4 separate regions of the Mus musculus genome follow, and all the other regions are linked to region 1. The links are chromatin contacts, called in public Hi-C and promoter capture Hi-C maps. All regions are on one chromosome and are shown on one strand. Each heading gives the region's core, a stretch centred on a gene start, on an enhancer-like site or on the middle of the called end of the contact. The rest is flanking DNA. Distances are from core to core; before and after follow the strand shown.

Region 1 (2,762 bases), core at 93-2,592:
ACTGTGTAACAGGATAGAGGATGGCAGACCCTGGAGACTCTGAATTTTACTACAACACACAGTGTAGAACTCCATTCAGTTGCATTTGATTTACTCTTAGCTACACTATTTTCTATCAGTGGGTTTTGCTTTCCTTACAAAGCTACACAAAGGATCGAAGCTATCTCATCATGACAAGTGTAGACTTTACCCACTGTAGAAAACCACTGATATTTTTTAACTTTGTTTCAAGCGACAACTTTGTATATCAATGTGATATGGACTTTTGGTGACTGGAGGAGCAAAGGTTAAGCCACACATGAAAAAAAAAAATCTCCATTTTCAAGCACTAAATGAGACAGGTGTTCTCACAGGATCTGTTTCCCTGCACTATGTCTTCACAGTCACGCCATTTTCTAAGAAGATGGCCACACAATAAGTTGTCCAGGGGCAGATAAGAAAGAACATGCCATCTAGCTGAGGAATTACTGTAGATTACTGTTTTTTCTTTTCTTTTCTTTTCTCTTCTTTTCTTTTCTTTTCTCTCTTCTCTTTCTTCTCTTCTCTTCTTCTCTTCTCTTCTCTTCTCTTCTCTTCTCTTCTCTTCTCTTCTCTTCTCTTCTCTTCTCTTCTCTTCTCTTCTCTCTCTTCTCTTCTCTTCTCTTCTCTTCTCTTCTCTTCTCTTCTCTTCTCTTCTCTTCTCTTCTCTTCTCTTCTCTTCTCTTCTCTCCTCTCCTCTCCTCTCCTCTCCTCTCCTCTCCTCTCCTCTCCTCTCCTCTCCTCTCCTCTCCTCTCCTCTCTTTTCTTCTCTTCTCTTCCCTTCTTTTCTTCCTCCCCCCTCTCTTTCTTTCTTTCTTTCTTTCTTTCTTTCTTTCTTTCTTTCTTTCTTTCTTTCTTTCTTTCTTCCTTTCTTTCGTGTGTGCACACGCACACGCAAGTGTATATGCAGGGACTCATGTCCATGTGAATGTAGAGGCAAGAGGTTGGGGCTTGGTGTTTTCCTTTCTTTCCCTCTACCTTTGCTTATGAGACACATGGTGGTCACTGATTGGTTAAATTGGCTGGCCAAACGGCTCTGGGGAATTTCATTTCCTTCCTATCAGAGCTAAGGCTAAAGACATGCTCTACTGCACCTGCCCCTTTCTGTGTTGCCTGTTTGAGATCCAAACACAGGTCTTTCTCCTTGTGGGACCAGGACTTTACCAACTCAGCCATCTCCACAGTCCAAGAATCCCTTACTTATTTATCTGCTTGTTTGTTTTTATGTGTGGGTGTTTTGCCTGAATGTATAACTGTGCACTATGTACATTCCTTGTGGCTGCAGAGGCCAGAGGAGGCTTTCAGATCCCCGGAACTGAGTCATAGACAGTTGTGAGCCACCGTGTCTGTGCTGGGGATTACTCCATCTTGATCCTCTGGAAGAAGAGCCAGTGCTCTTAACTGCTGAGCCATCTCCCCAGCCACAAGAATTCCTTTTTAAAATATGACAAAGAGGAAGCACCAGTGAGGGCTTCTGGTAGGAATGTTTAGTGTACAGATGAAAATGTGGGCTTAGGGCCAAGGAATTTACAGACCATCAGGAAAAAAGCCTCAACTAAGAGTCAACCCTAGAGAGTATGCATGTGGAGAGAGGAAAAGATAAGGAAAATTTTCAGATTTACTATGCAGAGAAAGTCAATTGGCAAAGGATGAATGATGTCTATTATTTTTGTTTTCGACAATTTTCCTTCAGTTTTTTTTTTATTTAAGGGTAATTTTAAGGCTTATACCTGAAACCTTTCTGATTATTTGTTAATTCACAATCTTTGGATCATTCATTTACATTTTCAAATGAAATCTATAGTCTCAGAAGTTATTCCTTTGACAGCATGGGTTGGAGCAAGGAGCTTTTTGTGTGTGATGAGTGACTTGAAGAAATTCAGAAACATCTGGGAAATTAAAAAAGAGCACATCTGTGGGTGTATTTGTGAAGACTTTTCTGGATCATGAAGGCTTTTACCTCATCAATAACATAGACCATCACTTGATAGATTCATAATATGCCTGTATTACTTGGATATGAGATCTAGTTGGAGGAAGGCCCCCGAGGAAGCATTGAGGGATGGGCTTTTCTCTGGCCTCCTCCTGCCCTCTGCCTTCTCTGCCTGCTGTCTACCAAGTGATCAAGAACAGCCCCAGAAAACACCTCCATTGCCCCGATGTTCGGCACAAATATATGGGTTCAGCCTTTTTATACCATGAGCCAAAATGAGACTTCACTCTCTTAAATATTTCTTTCAGGCATCTGTCCACAGTGATATAGAAGCCTGGCTACTACGTTTTCTAACTCCATCACTGTTCAGGAAGACGTGGCTTTAAGTTTATCAGTCTGAATGTTCTATAGAGCATCTCCATCTCTTACGTTCAGCATAATTCCTGGACTACAGAAGATAATAAATATATTTTGACTAAGTCAGTGAACAACGCAAATAAAGCAGAGGTGGGGGAACACACGTGCAAACCACCCACCCTCCTCTAAAGCTAAGACTCATTGCTTTTTAAATCAGTACTTCCGGGTTAAGGCCTCAGCGACAGACTTACATCCAGGCCTGATGAGAGTACAATGAGAAAGACTGGCCACTTAACCCCCTGGTGGGCCATATGTTACCCAGAGCTCATTAATGAAATGGTTGGGCAATTATCTCTTTTAGTGGCAAACTATATTCAGTTCCTGATTTTTTTTTTTTTTTTTTTACCATACTGACCAAACTGCAGAGAAGCTTAAATTCCCAACTAAGATGAGT
Region 2 (2,762 bases), core at 137-2,636, 480 kb before region 1:
TGAACTCAATTGTTCTGTAGAAAAGACTCCAGTTCTTTCCTCTCCTGATTCTCCTGCTAGACAACATGTCGGAGGCATCTCTCTGGATGGGGTGGGCCAGGAAGAACTGTCCATTTTTCTCTGACACTTTTGCTTGGTTGCTGAGGACTAAGGGCATCCATCCGTAGACTCAAGGATCTTTAGCTTGCCAGCAGGGAGGGTCACTCAGGGATGTGTCAGTTCTCTTACAGGAGCCGTCCTCTCAAAGAGCAGCCTCCGTCCCACAGAAGGGGTTGCGTGGACCCTCATCTTTGGAGCACACTCACCCCTCAGCATCAGATGTGCTGGGCCAGCGTGAGGGACACTCATGTCCTGCCCTTCCTCTGGAAGGCAAACCTCACCTGGGGAGCTGTGAGGTCCCAAGAGAGCCCTGTTCCTTACTCTGTCATGTGGCACTGGGGTTCTGTCGCATGAACTGAGAGTGGGGGGGGAAGGGTGTGGTGTTGGTTCAAATACCACACTTGCCTACAGACCTCACCGAATTAGCCTGCCTGCTTGCCTGCCTTCCTTCCTTCCTTCCTTCCTTCCTTCCTTCCTTCCTTCCTTCCTTCCTTCCTTCCTTCCTTCCTCCCTCCCTCCCTTCCTTTCTTCCTTCCTTCCTTTTTCCCTTTCCTGCCCTCTCTCTTCCCTCTCTTCTTCCTTCCCTCCATCCCCTCCTTTCTTCACTGAAGGTCAAACCCAGGGCTGAACACACTAGGCAAGCCCTGTAGAGCTGAAGGAACACATGCTGTATCCAATCCATGACCACGATGAGTGACTCAAGTGTGGTGTCCTCTTTGGAAGCAGTTCTCACCATTTCCCCATCAGAAGCAGATTCTTATAATGCAAACTGAGTGTGGAGGCCTCAGTATTGTCATCTGCTACATGAAGACCGTGTGTGTCTGACTGTGAGTCCGAGGTGATAGAGTGGAATGGAAAGCCACCCGGAGCCTAATTGTAGACTCTTGGGTGGTAAAGGAACACCTTACCTACCCTGCTGTCCATGCTGTCCGTTCCCAGGGTTGCTGGCTGGAACAGTCTCTCTGCCACCACACCACTCTTGCTCATGGTCCATGAACACCCCAACGATAGGAACCTCACTGATCTTAAACTATTATCCCCGTGAGCAATATGACCAAATAAAATGCAAACATCTAGGGCTAGATGTCAACACAGAAGGTCAGAATTTTAAACAACATTGTGTGACCAGAAAGTCCCGGGAACAGCTGCAAAATGGCAACTTGATGTTTGGGACCAAGTGCTCACATGGTGTGTCTAAGTTTAGAATCAACACAGTGTCTATTAAAGAGGGCCTGGACCGGCAGGTCTGGGACGTGATGATCTTTCACTCCGAGGCCGCCTGCGGCTGATTTGGATCCAATAATTTTCTGATACTGAGTGAAGGAGAGCCTGGCCACAGCACATGCCTCCAGCTCAGAAATGTGCCAGGAATTAGGATTTAAATGCCAGCTCTGTGAGACAGCACTGGCATTGCGCCACCCCACCCCCACCCCTCTCTGACCTGCTGTAACTCTTCACCACGGGCTCTGTGCAGATATACTCTGACCTCTCCAGCTCCCTCCTGGGTATCTCAGCCAGCTCCTTGTTGGGGGACGCTGACCTTGTGAATCCTCACCTGGGCCCCATCAGAAGCATCTCCAAGCCAACGGGTCAGCAGCAGATCAGAGCGAAACAAGAAAGGGACTGATGTGTGTCTTCTCAGCTTGGGGCCTGCTCTGGCAAGTTCCAGACGCACCTTCTTGTCTTAGTCTTAGAGGCACAATCTGCCATCCTAGCCCCGGTGAGCCAAGGAGTGTTGTGACGGCTGGGTTTGCGGCGTCTCACTCAGCCCCTGCATGGAGGTTTAGCATTGAGGCCTCTGAATGAGCTGTTGGCTCTGCTCTCTTCCAAGTGTCAGTGAATTCTGTTTCCTGCTGGAATCCTCTCTAAAGTTTTACCCTGTTTATCATTAACTTTTAAATTAATTTATTTAAGAGACGGGCTCTAATTGTGATGCCCAGGCTGGCCTGGGACTCATGGTGATCTTCTGCCCCCAGTTCCTGGGTGCTGGGGTTACAAGTGGGAGAGATGGCACTCGGCTCCCATTGCCATCTAGCCCTGGTAACAGCTTCTGTCTTCCCATTATTTTTTAGGCTGAAAGAAAACACGAGAGAGAGAGGGGGGGGCCTGGTGTTTCTCTCCTAGTATTAGTCCTAGGGAACTTCACACACTCATCTGGGTCCCCAGTCAACAAAATAGATGACTTTGTTCACATCCTGTCCTGGAATTTTGAGCCTCTGTTGGGTGCGTGAATCAGTGTTTGTTCCACAAGTTCCTTCCAGAAGTAATAAAACTAACATTTCTACAGAGCTGAGCTCTTGCTTGGAATAGAACTTGTTTGCTGTCAGAGCTTTTCTGTGGAATCCATGTAGAATAAGCAGTTATTGTACTTTGCTGGGATACAGGGTGTTTCAACACCTAGCATGTAGTATTCTGATTGTATTTGGGGGGAACTTGCCTCTTAGGGTTTATCAAATTTCAATCAATAAGCTTCTTTGTCCATGTAGAGGTACATAACTTTATGTTTCAAGAGAAATGGTTAATGGACCAGTTGAGGATGTGGGTTAAGAGGTACAAAGTTCAGATACATGTGATGATTGAGTTCTAGAGGCTTAATATATAGCCATAGGGTCAAAACTAACATCAGCCAAAGGGTGACAGCCAACATCAGACATAGGAGGAGC
Region 3 (2,762 bases), core at 128-2,627, 340 kb before region 1:
TGCTGGATGCCAAGAGTGTGGGAGAATCTTAAGGCTGGGCTCTTCTCTGGCAGTCAGAAAAATCCCAGGCCAGATGGCATTTTAAAATCTAAACTCGTGTGTCTGTGCCTCTCTCCCACTAACCTACATTATTTTTAAAGCAGTTACAGCCATTTCTACAAGATACGATAATGTGTTGGCCCCTTGAAGAAAACAAAAAGCAGTCTTAATTGCAGAGAGAGAGGGGAGAGAGAGATTAAAATGACAGAACTTATTAAAAAAACAAAAACAAAAACCAAAAAACCTCCCATTGCTAATGAAACGGAGCACCCCGCAGCAAGCACAGCTTTTCAAACCCGGCCCATTCACAAACACATTTAAACACAGCTCACTAACAAAACGCTGAACACATTCGCTTGCCAGTTCTTCAAGACTCACTCGCCACCACTGAAAAGTAACTTGAATTCCTTGGGTCTCTGGGCATAGTCTCTGCCTGGTGTCACCTGGTCCGCCCTGCCAGGAGCTCCCCCAAAGGAATCCCTGCAGGACTTGGGGACCCCCCCCCCCCAAGCCTCCACCTGCCCTCCGGGAGGACCCTTCTCTGTCCTCACTGGCAAGGAAACAAGAGTAGCATTGTCCTCAGCGCTGTGTAATTTGCAAGATAGAACCTCTGGCGCTCTGGGTCTCCAGCCCAGCCACCTGCCCAAGTCCTCGTCACTACACTCCAACTGAGATCGACTCAAAGGCTCCCCGACTGCGAGGAGGTGTGAACAATGAAGTTATCTGGCTCGGATTTCCCACACCCAGCCACGCCGCCCGGAGTCCGGCGGTGGGAAGTTGGGAACTGAGCCCGCGGGGTCAGTTCCACGAGCGTCCCCCCTCGGCCGCGCCCCTCGCGTCGTCTGCCCGGGGGCTGGCCCGTTACCTCCTTCCTGCGGCTGGGCGCCCCGGGGCGGGTGATGAGGGCCGTCTCCTCGCACACGACGGCCACGTCCTCCACGAACACGCAGTCGGGCAGGCTCTCGTCGGCGGGCAGCTGCACCACCTGCAGCCCCAGCTTGCTGCCCAGCACGCCCACGTAGAGCTCGTGCTGGCGCTCGGCGCGAGCGAAATCCACCTCCTCGCCCTGCGAGCGCCTCAGCGCGTGGCGGCACAGGGACTCGGGCGGAGCCCGCACCACGGCGTGGGTGGCCCGGCCGAAGGCGGAGGGGTGGCCGAGGCCGGCCATGGTTCGCGCGGAGAGGAGGCGACGGTGGCTGGGTTTGAGTCGGTGGCTCGGTCCTCCCGAGAGCAGCGCGCGCCCAGCCTGCGAGCCTGCGAGCCTGCGAGCGCCCGGCGGCTCCTCTTGGCAGCCGATGAATGTGCTGCTGCGGGAGCCCGGCTCGCGCCCGGAGCCCTGCCCGCGCCACTGAGCATGCCCAGAGCTCCGGGCGCCGGCCCAGCGCCCGCGGGCCTATTCCTATGCTCTCCGCATCTGCCGCAGACCGGCCTGGGTCAATCGGGATGCGGAGGCCAGGGACTTAATCAGCAATGACTCCCTCCGTGGTGTGTGTATCCCACCGCAGGTGCACGCCTCACATGGTCCCCATGAGGACCTGGAAATTAGGCAGTGCTGAACTGGACCTGCTGGAGAAGACTTCACGGTCAGGGGACCAGGTGAAGGGCGATTGTTTATGGATAAACTTTCCCTTTCTCTTCTTCTCTTTTTATCCAGCACGTGGAACCTCGGTTCTCAGCGTGGCAGCCTGTCTTCACCCAAATTACCTCGACTTTCTCCAAATTGACCAACTGCCCCACGTGAAACTCAGTATAGTATAAAGAATGCATTTCTTCCCACCCAGGAGAAAGTAACCCAAAAGACAGACACACAGTTACAATAAGTATCTAGGAACAGTGATACTTCAAGCCCACAAGGCAATTTAAAGTGGGAAGAATGCCTCTTCTTGTTTTCTCCGTTTTTCTTTAACTGCACTAGGCTTGTCATTCAATAAAGGAGTGTTTATCTAGAAACCAGCACACATACCTACCCTATCTCATCCCCATTCGAGGCTGAAGGCACAGAGATAGGGTGAGGGATGGTACTGTGGGCTTTAACAATGTCCTATTCCAGGCTTCCCAAGATACACTTCAAAGTCACTGTTTTAATAAACCTGTGGTCACAACAGACCTTGGGCGACATTTCACCCCTGATGAGCTTACAGCATCCATTCCGAGAAGGATCAACCACCTCATCCAGTCCCCACAACTACCTTAAACAACGAAGACTGCAAGAACCCAGCTGTATCTCACCAGGGCAGTGGGATTGGCAAAACCCTCGCCCCCCCACCCCCCACTTCCTCTCGCTAACATTCTCATCAGGACTCCAAAGATGGACTTGGGAGTCTCCGAACCCCGTAATGAAGCCACGTGGATGAAGTCTTTATCTGCTCTTCACCAACACGCTTCTTTTGAGGACTGGTGCTAGAGCTTAGTCCCCGGGGACGCCCAGAGCTTTTGCCCTAAAGCTCAGGTAACAAAGATTGACCCTAGAATACTTTTCTCAGTGCAATCAGTTCTGAAGAAAATGTGATTCCAATGTGTTTATTTCCAGAGCCTGCTAGAAGCAAGGAGCTAGCATTTTGTTCCCACAATAGAACTCTGCCCCCCCCACCCCCCACCCCCGCGGTCACAATTCAGTTCCTTGACCTTCGGAAGGAGATTCCAGCTTCCTTACAGCCTCGCCCTTCCTGTGGGAACACACCTTTCGGAATTCCTGTCACTTCTCGACCTTCCCTCTTTGCCGC
Region 4 (2,762 bases), core at 132-2,631, 310 kb before region 1:
GCTTCCTAAGCAAGCATACTCCAGGGGGATCTAGAAACTGGGCCAAGTCACTCTCTTGGTTAGGAATCTCCTCTTACTGTAACTAAGCCTTCCCTTTGAAGGCACTGTCATTCGATCGATTTGTGACGGCTCTGCTCCAATAACAGAATCATCTCTTGATGGCCCTGCCTTTCCATACTGTTCCAGGGACAACTGACTTCCAACATGTGCTCTGGAGGAGACCTCTGCGCCCCGTCACCTGTGGCTAAGTCAGTGTCAGCCAGCGTGTGTTAAATGTATGTCCACTGAGAGAATGACCAGAGAACACGGCTTACAGTTAGCTCAGCAATGCTGCTTCCTACCGCTGCTGTTTGGGAATGACTTTCCGCTTAAAATATTTTTCAGAGGCAACCAATTAATAAACTCTCGACAAAAACACAGACATCCACTTAATCCCAAGCCAGCTATTGAAGCACAGAACTATAAACAAAACTAAACCCAAGAGCTCTGTTAGAAAGCTGTCAAACTGGCAAAACAAATATTTTTCAATAACATCACAGACTGCTATAATATTGAACAAATACAGCACACCTTCTAAATGATGAAATCCAAATATTTTCTTTTAAAAATTCTGACATTCCAAAAGAGGCTGTTCATAAGGCGGGGACTTTGAACGTGTGGGCTGGTGCTTGGACTGTATTGTACCTGAGCAGAGCTAAGGAACCTATATACGTATTTCATAAATAGAAAATTGGCTGATTAAATGTGAGGCATGGATAAATAGGACTGAACATAATGCACTGAAACACAGCCATCTTAGAGGAACGATTTATCTGTGCACGGAGCTGTTTCTTCCAACAGTTCAATGCTTACTATTTAATATCAGCATAAAGTACAGAAGGCAGCTCTTTAGTTCCTAGCAAGGTGAAACTGGTGGCCAAGTGTTTTGCTTTGGGACGCAACCAGACTGACAACCGTGGCCTTAAAATGTAGATGGCCTGTCCGAGTGTTTTCCCGAGCTTCCAAACGCAGTGAACGGTGTTCATCAAGAGGCATCTTTGTATTGTCTGGGTAGAGCTGTGTGCAAATTAGTTCCTAGGTCATAATTCACCCTCACTCTTCTGAAGGGAAATTATACATATGAAGTCATGTTAGTATTTATGGGATAGGCATTTACCAGAAAGCTCTCAAAGGCTGCATAATGAAATAGCATTAAAGCCCCCTAAATTAATTAACCATAATACTGGAATAGATTCCACTAATGGTTCTACTTCCCAGACACCACTCTCCTTTTAATATTTCTTAAAGGAAAACAATCACATTTTTCATCCCCTTTTACTGACATTTAGCCACCAGGAGCAGAAACCTGTCCACACCCCTGGGACAGCAGGAGGGTGAGGTCACCGACTGGTCACACTCTCTAGTTTCTCTCCTCTCCAAGGGCATCGGCTGCTCCAGCAGCTGACACATCCTGCTGTCCTTGGAAACAGGAAACCAGCCTAGAGTTTCTTTCGGGCTATCTCCAGCATTGCATTAGCAGATTGTCAGGCTTCCCAGACCCTTGTAAATACCTTTCACTGATGGAGTGGGTGAAGGCTCCCAGGGACTGGTGAACAGGGAAGGGTATTTGTGATTGGCAGGGGAAGGACCTGGCTCAGCTGCTGGCCATCGTGGGATGGCTCTGGAGATGAAAGAAGCAAAAGACAAAGAGGAAACACAAGGCCATTTGGTCCATCTCACACAGATGAGCAGACTGATGTCTGCTCCTAGAACAGCCCAGGCCTCTTGGGAGGTCAATGCTGCCCAGGCGAAGGCCCAGCAAAGGGAAGTTCAGATGATCCATGCAGTAGACCCACAAATTGAAGCGATTCAACCAGCTGTCCATCAAAGCAGCAAGTCATCTTCCCACATGCCCAGCTTGGGTCACTATCTCACTGGCTAGCAGTGCCAGCAGAGGGCAGCCAGAGAAAGGAGAGGAGTCCTGTTGTAGACAGAGCTACCGTCTTCTGGACAAGTTGTGGCAAATACTCTGGGTTACTCACAGTAACAGCGGACTTCCTGTTCTTCAGTCACACACCCACCTCATCTGCATTTGTCTTTGTAGTTCTCTGGGTCATCTCTCCCAAAGAATGAATAAGTTGGTCTATGAAGGGGTGGATGGGGTGGGAGCTACAAAGTCATCCATGCTAACTCTTGACAACCTAGGGAAGAGTGGCTTTTTGTGTGCTAAAGCTGCTGGTGGTGTTTGTAAATACAAGCACAGACCCTTAAGTCGTGCTTGATTTTAAAAAAATAAGTAAAACTGGATGTGGGGAAGCTAGAGAGATGGCTCAGCAGTTAATAGCATTTGCTGTTCTTGCTAAAGACCTGGGTTCACTCTCCACCTCCCACTTGTTTGTAGCTTCAGTTCCAGGGTATCCACCATCTCCATGGGCCCCAGGCACACACGTGGCCCACAGCAGACATACCTGAAGGCAAAACGCTTATATACTTATACTCATACTGTGGCGTGTGCCCCCACAAGCATGTCGTGTGCACATGATAGTAATTTTTTTAATTCAAGGGAAATGTTGAAAATGTACAGAGTTTTTTCTTGTCAAAATTCTCTGAAGAGCACATAATAATATGTGTATAATGTTGCATCCTATTGAGTGTAGTAGTTATAAAAGTCAATGGAAACTTACAGGAAGGTGGAGGGTTACTGCAAACGTGCACCGTCTTACACCAGGGACTTGAGAAATGTCAAATCTTATACCCTCTGGTGGGAGGGAAGTCCTGGAACC

The links. Promoter capture Hi-C pulls out the DNA fragments that hold promoters and counts their contacts. Hi-C and Micro-C count contacts between places; a contact is called where the count stands out from the background.
Region 2: a contact with region 1 is called in a Hi-C map of myocytes, with 3 times the contacts expected there. The contact joins two enhancer-like sites. A contact is called at or near these places in 4 of 39 promoter capture datasets (the C10 cell line, hippocampal neurons, pre-B cells and 1 more), 2 of 15 datasets of contacts at CTCF or cohesin (both in embryonic stem cells), 102 of 484 Hi-C or Micro-C datasets (the AML12 cell line, B cells, the BV-2 cell line and 51 more) and 5 of 115 datasets of contacts at active chromatin or transcription factors (embryonic basal ganglia, embryonic stem cells, epiblast stem cells and 2 more).
Region 3: a contact with region 1 is called in a promoter capture Hi-C map of the SN4741 cell line, with 3 times the contacts expected there. The contact joins the promoter of Ddah1 here to the enhancer-like site in region 1. A contact is called at or near these places in 7 of 39 promoter capture datasets (the 3T3-L1 cell line, the C10 cell line, the SN4741 cell line and 4 more) and 1 of 9 other capture datasets (embryonic stem cells).
Region 4: a Hi-C map of the N1E-115 cell line shows a contact between it and region 1, with 5 times the contacts expected there. The contact joins two enhancer-like sites. A contact is called at or near these places in 7 of 484 Hi-C or Micro-C datasets (the Ba/F3 cell line, the HL-1 cell line, the N1E-115 cell line and 4 more).

Annotation. Positions count from the first base shown.
Region 1 is chr3:145,419,316-145,422,077 of GRCm38.p6, reverse strand. All of the region lies in intron 24 of Col24a1 (collagen, type XXIV, alpha 1), which reads right to left. Among named protein-coding and RNA genes, the nearest start is that of Gm35133, 29 kb to the right of the region's middle. Within about 2 kb of position 1,342, at least 41 of the 459 cell types and tissues checked have an H3K27ac peak or open chromatin away from gene starts, as enhancers often do. A contact at or near this core is called in the HL-1 cell line, the N1E-115 cell line, the SN4741 cell line and 2 more, where this site is marked.
Region 2 is chr3:145,898,720-145,901,481 of GRCm38.p6, reverse strand. No RefSeq gene overlaps it. Among named protein-coding and RNA genes, the nearest start is that of Gm35187, 9.4 kb to the right of the region's middle. Within about 2 kb of position 1,386, at least 16 of the 459 cell types and tissues checked have an H3K27ac peak or open chromatin away from gene starts, as enhancers often do. A contact at or near this core is called in muscle stem cells and myocytes, where this site is marked.
Region 3 is chr3:145,757,307-145,760,068 of GRCm38.p6, reverse strand. Ddah1 (dimethylarginine dimethylaminohydrolase 1) reads right to left here and starts at 1,377. Exons shown (of 6, transcript NM_026993.3): 1 at 905-1,377. The coding sequence starts at 1,207.
Region 4 is chr3:145,728,945-145,731,706 of GRCm38.p6, reverse strand. No RefSeq gene overlaps it. Among named protein-coding and RNA genes, the nearest start is that of Ddah1, 28 kb to the left of the region's middle. Within about 2 kb of position 1,381, at least 65 of the 459 cell types and tissues checked have an H3K27ac peak or open chromatin away from gene starts, as enhancers often do. A contact at or near this core is called in the HL-1 cell line, the N1E-115 cell line and myocytes, where this site is marked.